Linked DNA regions of Mus musculus: region 2 is linked to region 1. A link is a contact called in public HiChIP or PLAC-seq data. All regions are on one chromosome and are shown on one strand. The core of a region is the stretch at or near the end of the contact, and the rest is flanking DNA. Distances in the headings are between cores, read along the strand shown. Region 1 has its middle 3.8 kb from the start of Gm30820. Region 2 has its middle 55 kb from the start of Gm30906.

Region 1 (5,057 bases), core at 694-3,193:
AAGTGAGTTTTAAAAATTATTATTACTATTGTTTCCATGGCAGAGACAAGAAAGTATCAAACATGAAATAGCAAACTTAGTTCTCCTGGGGGTGGGGGGGGCTGACAAAAAATACAAAGTTGTGAGTGATGAGCTATAAACCCTGGCATTTCTGTGCAAGCTAGGCATCCAATTTCAAAGTTTCTGACTTTACTCTCTTTAGTTTTTGTGAGTTTTCTGGGGCCAACAAAGTATCTACTGGTTTGAATCAGAGATAGTTATTTGCTCAAGGTCCTGGATACAAAATTGCAACATCACAGTGTCTACAAAGTAGGTTCCTTCTGAGGGCTATAGTGACAATTTTGGAATTTTGGTTTCTTAAGAAAAAACCCACACACAGAGAAGTATAAGAATACGGTTTTGTTTTGATCCCAGGTGTGGGATATCGGGCTGCTTCAGATTCTTCATAGAAGCTGACTATGACTTGCCTCATGCTCCAGCAGGGGCGTGATTTCCAGCTGCAGATGGTTCCAGTAACTGTGTGACATTTGGAATTCTCGGCACTTTCAGAGGGTATATAGATGTTAGGGGCCTTCGAGAGGTCTGGATGGTTGTTGGTCATCCAGGGAGGTTGGTTGTGGTCAGTAGTGGTGCTCAAAGAAGAAACAATAAGAAAGAAAATAGGTTCAGGATCTATCTCTCCTCTCTATCCTTCTTTTTCTCCTATCTAGTGATGGGGGTGAAACCAGGGGGATAAAGGGTGAGAAAAAGAGGAAAGTAGCTAAGACCGGCTATAGAAGGCTGTGAGAGAAGATGTTTCAGCCTCTTTCTGAGGCTTGCAGGTGGCTGCCTCCTCCCTGACTTTGTGTGATCTCCCTTTGGTGTCTGTTTATATTCCAATTTGTTCATTTTTTAAATGTATGTTGCTTTAGCTAGCTGTGCATGCATGCACTATGGCTTATATGTGGAGTCAGAGGACAGTTTTCGAAAGTGAGTTCTCTCTTCACTGTATGGATTCTGAAGATCAAATGCAGGTACTCCATACTATCAGCAAGCACCCTTCCCCAACTGGGGCATCTCCACAGCCCCCTTTAACTTACAAGGGCAGAGGGACAGTGGTCATATCAGATTAGGATTGGTCTTAACAACCTCATGATAACGTTACCTCTTAAAAGACCTATAATAGCTAATTTCAATTTTCTAGTTGAGATCTTAAGTCCACTGGAAGACGGACCTGTGGGAATGGGGGATAATCTTAATTAGGTTAACTAACTTTAGGAAGATGGCCTATTGTGGGTTCAGCCATTCCCTGGGCTGGGATTCAAGATTGTGTATAAAGAGGAAACGTGAGCACAAACATCCATCTCTGCTTCCTAATTGTAGATATGATGCTGAAAACTGCATCAAGCAAGTCACTTTCCTGTCTCAATTTCCCTGTCATGAGGGACCCTTGAGCCAAAAAAAAAAAAAAAAAAAAAAAAAAACCAGACCAAGGTCATCAGACTGTTAAATAATTGACAGAGTCCAGAATTCCACACTTCCTGGATCAACCAGAACTATAACCAAAAAAAAAAAAAAAAAAAAAAAAAAAAAAAAAAATCCTATCTTCTTCTTTTTAATGTTTTATTCGAGGTATGTTAATTATATATAATTATGGGCTTCATTAAAAGTGTATACCATATACAATGCATTCTCATCATCTATTTTCATTTGCCAAATTCCAAACTGTCAAAAAAGTTTTAAGGAGAACCCTTATGAAAGTAGGTTTTCAAAATTCTAAGCCTACAATTGCATCGCTCTACTCCTCAGCCTCTGGTAGCAGTATAGGAAAGGCACATGCAAGATGGTGACAGCAAGGAAGCAAACTAGACAACAACCGGTTATCACAGCCAGCTGTGGTGAGAGCTGACTGGATTCCACCAGAACCACATTAACCCCACTGAAGGCAGCTGGCACAATAACCTCAATAGTACTTCCTCCTAGGCCCCACTTCTCAATGCTTCTGTACCTTGATACTGCCACACAGAGGACCAACCCCCACCCGTGCACACGTGCTCGCTGAGGGACAAGCCCCATGCAAACATACCAATAATTATCGTCACAGTTATTCTGATGGTTTGGAGTCGCGTGGGTCGTTGTGATAAGCTGTAGGTCTTGCGTGCGCCGGACTGGCCAGCAGTAACGACGCTGCAACAGGATCCTTCTGCAACAGGATCCTTCTGCACACGTTTATTAGGAGAGCTTGATTGCAGAGGCGAAGAGACCCCGAGCCCAGAACTGGTGCTGCTTATATAGGCCTAGGAGAGGCGTGTCTCACACCCGGATTGGTTATGCACTAAGCCTCATTTGCATGTTCCTCATCTGATTGGCTACTCTCTCTCTCTGTACCTCACAGAGCCTCATTATCAAACCTCATTTGCATGTCTCACATCTGATTGGTTATACTCTCAAAGCCTCATTATCATGCCCGGGCCAGGCAGTGTCTTTGCAAAAAACTTTACTGCATATGTACACATTGGTTGTTTGTCCAAACTTATGTGTGGTGGCCAGCAGTAGTCAGCGCTACTCTGCAACGGCACATGTGGCTTCCCACATGTGGGAACACATTTTTCTCTGGGGTAAAACATGCAATGTTAAAGGTAGAAAGATGTCATTTTAAATCAAGAATGCAGTACATGCCAGGCATGGTGATGCACACCTTTAATCCCAACACTCAGGAAACAGAGGCAGGTGGCTCTTTGCAAATTTGCAGCCAGCCTGGTCTACATGGTGAGTTCCAGGCTGGAGCTACACAGTGAGATTCTGCCTCAACGAAACAAAAAGGCAGCATCAGCAGAAGAATTTACTATTTACTACCCTCGCGTGATCTCAAATCAGTTACCTGGTCTCTTTGATTTATTTATGAATTAGGAAGCAAGAGTTTCCTGTTTTTCTCTAAGAAATAATTAAAATATTGAAGATGTTTTAGGTCACATAGAAATGTTCATTTTTCTTATTTTAGGAGCAAATAACATAAACTCATTTTCTCCCGATAAAATTTCTTAAATTGTAAAATAATCCCAGCTATAGGGGTTAATTCCATAACTGTCTAAGTGCATTCCACCCGCCCCTGCTGTTTTTTACTTTATTATCAATCAACACTTCCCGCTGGGGATTGGATTAAATCTTCTCTCTCATGCCAAATGAGGACGGGGCTTATGTTTGTTCTTTAACTGTACAATTGTTAACATTTTTCCATATCTCATATTTAACAGAAAATGAAAGGCATTGGGGTGGAGGTGGGGAAACTATGTCAAGAATCTGACTTCAGTGAAAATATTTCATCTGAGTGTCTAGCCCTGGATTGAAATATCTGATGCTGGTCAAAAGGCTCTAACAATTATCTTAGTGTATATTGGTGAGCTCCAGCTTACCAGCTCACAGAGGAAAGCTAAGCCCTAAGAGTGTGTAGGACTCAAGATAATTCTGTTCTTTCCTGCTCTCTGTACTGGATAAAAACGAAGGCTCTGAATGAAGACAGAGTGTTTTTCTTATTATTCTTGGAGACGTTTTGAATCTAGGCACAAATAAATAGAAACCTGGATCTTGCTAAGAGCACAGTTAACTATGGATAGACCTTCTATTTCTAGTGAGCCCAAATAAGAGTCCATCATAAAATGCCTATTTATTATTGAATTTTAAGCTCATACAAGGTATATGTGATTCCGGGGACTAAAATGTCCTATTTCCCTGGCATAAAAGAAAGAACACACAGATAAGACAAGCTCGTGCAATTTCTGATATGAGATGGTATCACTAGAGTCAGTCCTGACTGTATACTTCAGTCTGCCAATAACCCTGACCTTGAGCAAAACACTTCACTCTCTATGCAGGTAAAATAAGAGAACTTAATGAAAAAGCGCCTAAATTCTCCCCTAGCTGTGAAATCAAATGGTTCTGTGAGTTGTTTTAAAATTCAACATAACCCTATAAGAAGTTCACTGGGATCACTCTCTTTCCTTCAGTCTTTTCCGACCAAATGTTTGTCCTTGAGACTGGCTTGAGTTTGACACAGCAGAGTTTTGTTTTGTAGTTTGTTGTTTGTTGTTTGCTTGAGTTTGTTTTCCAGGCTTGGCTCTGGAACCATCTTTTGCCTGCCACCACCACCACTCTCTGGTATGGTTAAAAATCAGATCCAATGTTAGTGTGTGGGAATAGTCGCAGAAGAGGCAATGGCAGGAACGAATGAGCTTGGAGAGAGCAGAGCAAGACATACTCCAAATCCTTAGCTTCAGGGACCAAGTCATAGAAGTAAACTCTGTGAGCATCCACTTCTATGTTTGCTAGGCCCAGGCATACTCTGACAAGAGACAGCTATATCAGGGTCATGCATCAAAAGATGGCCTAGTCGGCCATCACTGGAAAGAGAGGCCCATTGGACACGCAAACTTTATATGCCCCAGTACAGGGGAACGCCAGGGCCATAAAAGGGGAGTGGGTGGGTAGGGGAGAGGGGGTGGGTGGCTATGGGGGACTTTTGGTATAGCATTGCAAATGTAAATGAGCGAAATACCTAATAAAAAATGGAAAAAAAAAAAGAAATGAACCCCCCCAAAAAAAAAAAAAAAAAAAAAAAAAAAAGAAGTAAACTCTGCATCCTGCTGCATGGGCAGGGAGGATCCTGATTCACTTGCCCTAGTGTGTTGGATAACTTGTCAAAAGCAAACAAACAAACAAACCTACACGTAAATAGAAATTGCTGTGCAGGTGCTACAACAGTCTAGGGTTGCAGAGCTTTGCTGTAGGATAACCAGGGTAGAACATGCATGGTAGTGGGAGGCTACCTTCCCTCTTACCCATGGAGTCCTCACTAGCTGGGCTCAGCAGCAGAGCAACATCACGGGTTAATTGAAGCTGCATCTCTTGACAGAGGGGGCACTCTTGGCATCACAGTTAGCAGCCACAGAACTTCACCAGTGCAAATCTCTGGCATCTCTGGCACTTTAGGTAAATCACCATAGAAGGTATGGCAAGAAATCAGCACTTCTGAATGTTAGCTTACAGGTATATGTGAATTATTTTCCTGCAGACGCAGGAAA
Region 2 (5,057 bases), core at 717-3,216, 150 kb before region 1:
ATCTTGAAGCTACAAGAGAGGGAGTTCCCAATTGTTTCTGACAACTGGTGCTTGTAAATAAAAAGCACTTCCATGCCCTTTGGTGTCAGCCTAAGATGGGTAAAATGTCACTGACTGCTACTGTCCACCAAGGTTAGACTTGACAACCAGCAACACAGTTGCTGTCGACTGTAACAGCAATGGCCTGAGTGTAAGAAGTCTTTATTGCAACCTACCAGCCCAAGTTTAATATTTTCTTTGTGTGGGATCAAATATCCTACGAGGGTACATAAATAAATTTGCATGTGCTGCTGTGGCAACATGAGTTTTAGCCTCACCACCTGTCTTAGTCAGGGTTTCTATTCCTGCACAAACATCATGACCAAGAAGCAGTTGGGGAGGAAAGGGTTTATTCAGCTTACATCTTCCACATTGCTGTTGATCACCAAAGGAAGTCAGGACTGGAACTCAATCAGGTCAGGAAGCAGGAGCTGATGCAGAGGCCATGGAGGGATGTTACTTACTGGCTTGCTTCCACTGGCTTGCTCAGCTTGCTTTCTTATAGAACCAAGACTACCAGCCCAGAGATGGTCCCACCCACAAGGGGCCCTCCCTCCTTGATCACTAATTGAGAAAATGCCCCACAGCTGGATCTTGTGGAGGCATTTACCCAGCTGAAGCTCCTTTCTCGGTGATAACTACAGACCATGCCAAGTTGACACATAAAACCAGCCAGTACACCACCTAACCTGGCACTGGCTGGCTAAAGACCTAACTGTGACATGGGTGTTACAATGTAAAAACCCAAACTCCCTCTAGGGCAGAGCTTCTCAACCTTTCTATGCTGTGACCCTTTAATACAATTCCCTGTGTTGTGATGATCCCCAACCATAAAATTATTTTCGTTGCTACTTCGTAACTGTAACTTTACTACTGTTATGAATTGTAATATAACTATCAGATATGCAGCTGTATGTATGACTGACCCCTGTGAACGGTTTGTTTGACTCCTGAAAGGGTCTCGAGCCACAGGTTGAGAACCACTGCCGTCGGGTAAAGTATTTGGAGAAATGATTCTTTCTAACTTCTTAGGTCTTGTGGGATCTGGCCAAGATGAGGCCTAACTATGGCAGGGCTTGTGGGAATTCTTTTTCAATAGGGAAATGGGGATAAAGGATGGGATGCACGCTGCTCACTGACCACTTACAGTGGAGAAAAGAAGATTAAAGAGAAGCCAGAGTTAAATAACAAGTTCCCATCTATTGCCAAGACAGTAAATAAGGGATAACCAGGATGGACTGTGCGTGAGAGAAAGATAAAAGATTTCCTTATAAAAAATTAATTTCTTTAAGTACTTCAACATACCTTCCCACAAACATCACATGCACATGTCAGGAAGAAAATTTCTTTATCTATCTATCCTATTCTATTCTATTCTATTCTATTTTTGGTTTTTATTTTTAAACAGAGTGCAGGCTGGTCTCAAACTTGACATAGCACCAAAGACAGATCTATACTCCTGATACCCTGATCCCGCCTCCCAAGTCATACCATGCCTGGCTGCAAGGAAATTGATTTGCTGATTCTGTTAGCACATTTTCCCTCTACTTTTTTTTTCTGCAAGCTTTGTGCCCCTAGATTATCAAAACAATGAAGTTGTTTATTTAGTTGCTTAAATTATTCAAGTCACTTTTGTCCTGTGAGAAATATGAGTTTCATTGGGACTTGGAAATTGACTTTGGAATTGTTTGTTTTCCTCAGGTTGCTTGAGGATGTTCATACTGGGAACAGATCAAAACCAGTGGCAACCCCTGCAGGAAGTGGCTAACTTAGAATCTGCACCAATGCTAAAGCCGTTGCAAGTTTATTCACTCGGTCAACAAATCTCTCTGGGAATGCAGAAGCAGCACACGGATTGCAGAGGTCAATCAGTGACACACTTGTCTAACCTTTCGACATTACAACATCACACTGTCAAAGCACACCCAAATGGAGCTGTACAAGCAAGTTACCCACCCCACTTCCTGCCACCAAATCTTATAATGATTCAAGAACATTTATGATTTTATGTTTTGCTGCAATCATAGTTTTCCTTGGCCATACACTAGACACATTTGCAGGATTCTGTCATTAATAAGCTACCCCTTTCTCTTCCTGCCCACCACACTTTTAGTTTCTTCAGGAACAGATAAAGCTGGCAAAACTTTTCTGCTGTTCTTGAACCTACATCCTGAGGGGTGGGGTAAGGGGGAGACACGTGAGTGAGGAGTTGCACTTAGATGTGACAAAACTCTATGGTGAGACTAGAAAGAGGAGCAATATAGAGGCTGGAGTGGTATCCAGAATTGGGAGGGAAGGCAGCATTTAAAGGGGGTAAGGGACACCACATGGATCTCTCCCTTCCTTCCTTCCTCCCTTCCTCCCTCCCTCCCTCCCTCCCTCCCTCCCTCCCTCCCTTCCTTCCTTGCTCTCTTTCTCTCTCTCTCTCTTCTCAGATCTAGGGACCCAACCCAAGATTTTGTGTTTGCTAGGCAAACACTCTTTTCACTGAATTAAACCCTCAACCCTCTCCAGTGTGTCCAGTAAATAACAAGGAATCTGTGGATGGGAGAAAAAAAAAAAGTTATGGGCAGAAGAGTAAGCTAAAATGATGAATAGGTCAGACAGGCCAATTCATGCTAGGCTTGATGCAAGGACCTTGGCTTTCACTCTAAGTGACAAGTGAGGCTGTTCTTCTTCCATTCTGTTGCTGTGATAAAAACATCCTCATCAGAATTCATTGAGAGGAGGAAAGGATTTATTCAGCTTAAAGTTCCCAGTTACAATCTATGATGTGTAGAAGTCACAATGGCTGGAGTTTAAGATAGCGGGTCATACCACATCCACAGTCAAGAGCAGAGAGTAGTGAATGGACCCTTACTGCCTGCTTACTCACTGCTTCTGCTTTCCCCTAGCTTTATTTTGTTCACGGCCCCTCGCCTAGGGAATGGTGCCACCCACAATGGGCTGGGTCTTTACTTCAATTAGTAATCAAGACAGTTTCCCACAGACAAGCCCATGGGCCAACTTGGTTTAAATACTCCTCCCCAATTAAGATTATTTTCCAAGGAAATTCAGCGTTGTAACAAATTGACACTTAAAATTAATCATCACAGAGGCCACTGAGAGATTTTGAACAGAGAAGAGACATGACCAGATTCACATTTTTATAGGATATTTTTTGTTAAAGTAGATCATCATGACAGGAAGCATGGGAGCATCCAGGCAGATATGGTGCTGTAAAAGGAGCTGAGAGGTCTACATCTTGTTTTAAAGGGAACTGGGAGAAGACTGGATCTTCTAGGAGAAGAGTCTCAAAGCCCACCCAAACAGTGACACTCTTCCTTCCACTCCTAGAATAGACCACACGTACTCTAGCAAGACCACACCTACCCTAGCACACCTCCTAATAGTGCTATTCCCTGGGCCAAGCATATTCAAGCCACCACATCAATGATGCTAATAAGCTCAAAACATTGGAATGATTGTGATTTTTTTGTAGGATATAACCTAACAAATTTATGTTGTAAATACAGGAAAAGAGCCTGGGTCTATTTCTAAGTGAGGAAAGGAGACCGCAGAATAGAAAAAAAATAGCATGTAAACTTGAGAAAACTATCATAGTTATGAGTCTATGTATCAATTTATGTGGTCCTCTGAGACTTTGAATGGAGACATACGCCTTGGTTCACTTAAAATCTTAAGGCCAGAACCTTTGGCCCCTAGGGAATGCAGAAGTAGCCTATTCATTGAGGCTGTCATCTGTTAAGTCTAACATTGCTCACCCCTTGTTCAAAGACATTATGAAATCCTCTAACTTACAAAAAAGTCCCTTATGTCCTACTAAGCATCACACAATAGCCAGGATCAAGTCTTCCAAGTCACAATGGGGAGTTCTGAGCCTTGTAGACCAAGAAACAGTCCTTATGCTATAGAAGCTACAGTACCTGGCTATCGGTGCTAGCAGGAGTTTGGTAGGCCAAGGGAGGAGCATGAACTTGGACAGGGAGGAAGATCTGCTGATCTGGAAGCACTTCTTGTTCTTCAAAGTTGTTGAAAGGTTGTTAGAAGTCAGTGCTAATACACTGCTGGTATGGCTCTTGGCCATTTGGAAATTTGAGTGTTCCAACAGGAATGGAAGAGAAGCTGGAGCTGCCATGGTCAGAGGCTCACAGAAGTGAGAACATGAAAACGGATGCACACATGGCAGAGCAGCCTGTTTAGTGAAACAGAGAGAAAGGGGCTGGTGGAAGGGTGTGCATAGTCTTGCTTCAGGACTGTAGATTCAATTCTTGGCATGAACATTTAAGACACCTGGTACAAAGAGATTGTAGTAACGAGCCATGGAATCTGGCTGGCATAGAGGTCCTACAAGAGACAAGGGATGTGGCCTCCCAGAATAGATGACTAGTTTATAAGACTATTGCTTGAGCAGGACCACAAATATATATTATAGGTGGATGATTGGAAAACAGTGGGCAGTCATGCCAATAAAAATGCATGATTCTCTATGTAGGATGTAGACCTGAGCCAGTCTGACACAGACCCATTGACTAGAGACAAAACAAGTCAGAATCCCAAGGGAGAAGGGCCCTACTGCACTATGGCAAGTCATTGGGGTAGATTTTTTCCAGGGCTTTTATAGATGGCTACATAGGAAAAGCAAACACTTAAACATGTCAAGCAATTCTCCACTTCTGCCTTCCAGATAGCTGGTACTACAGGAATATGTCATTGTGCCCAGCTTATTTAGACATCTTGAGAACTGTTTTGTACAGGGTCTGAGCTAACATTTACAACCAATGCCAAAACCATTTGACAGACCCTTATTAGCACAGGGATATGGAAGACAGGTCATATGATATTTTGACCCAGATGCAGTCTTTTGGGTCCTTAGACTTGGTGGTCATTTCCTGGGTCCAGAGTATATCATTGAAAAAGAACTCTTGGGACATATGGTTGGATATGTGGGAGTGTACTCAAACTGTGAGAGACTTAGTTTGCTATGATACTCAAGAACATCTACTGCTGAAGGCTTA

What was found. HiChIP or PLAC-seq counts read pairs in DNA pulled down with a chosen protein or histone mark.
Region 2: a contact with region 1 is called in a BATF HiChIP or PLAC-seq map of CD8 T cells, with 5 read pairs. The contact joins two enhancer-like sites. A contact is called at or near these places in 1 of 15 datasets of contacts at CTCF or cohesin (the NIH/3T3 cell line), 5 of 484 Hi-C or Micro-C datasets (ECoMG myeloid progenitors, bone marrow-derived macrophages, cerebral cortex and 2 more) and 2 of 115 datasets of contacts at active chromatin or transcription factors (CD8 T cells and embryonic stem cells).

What each region holds. Positions count from the first base shown.
Region 1 is chr10:7,973,542-7,978,598 of GRCm38.p6, reverse strand. No RefSeq gene overlaps it. Among named protein-coding and RNA genes, the nearest start is that of Gm30820, 3.8 kb to the left of the region's middle. Within about 2 kb of position 1,943, at least 34 of the 459 cell types and tissues checked have an H3K27ac peak or open chromatin away from gene starts, as enhancers often do. A contact at or near this core is called in CD8 T cells, where this site is marked.
Region 2 is chr10:8,118,965-8,124,021 of GRCm38.p6, reverse strand. No RefSeq gene overlaps it. Among named protein-coding and RNA genes, the nearest start is that of Gm30906, 55 kb to the left of the region's middle. Within about 2 kb of position 1,966, at least 7 of the 459 cell types and tissues checked have an H3K27ac peak or open chromatin away from gene starts, as enhancers often do. A contact at or near this core is called in CD8 T cells, where this site is marked.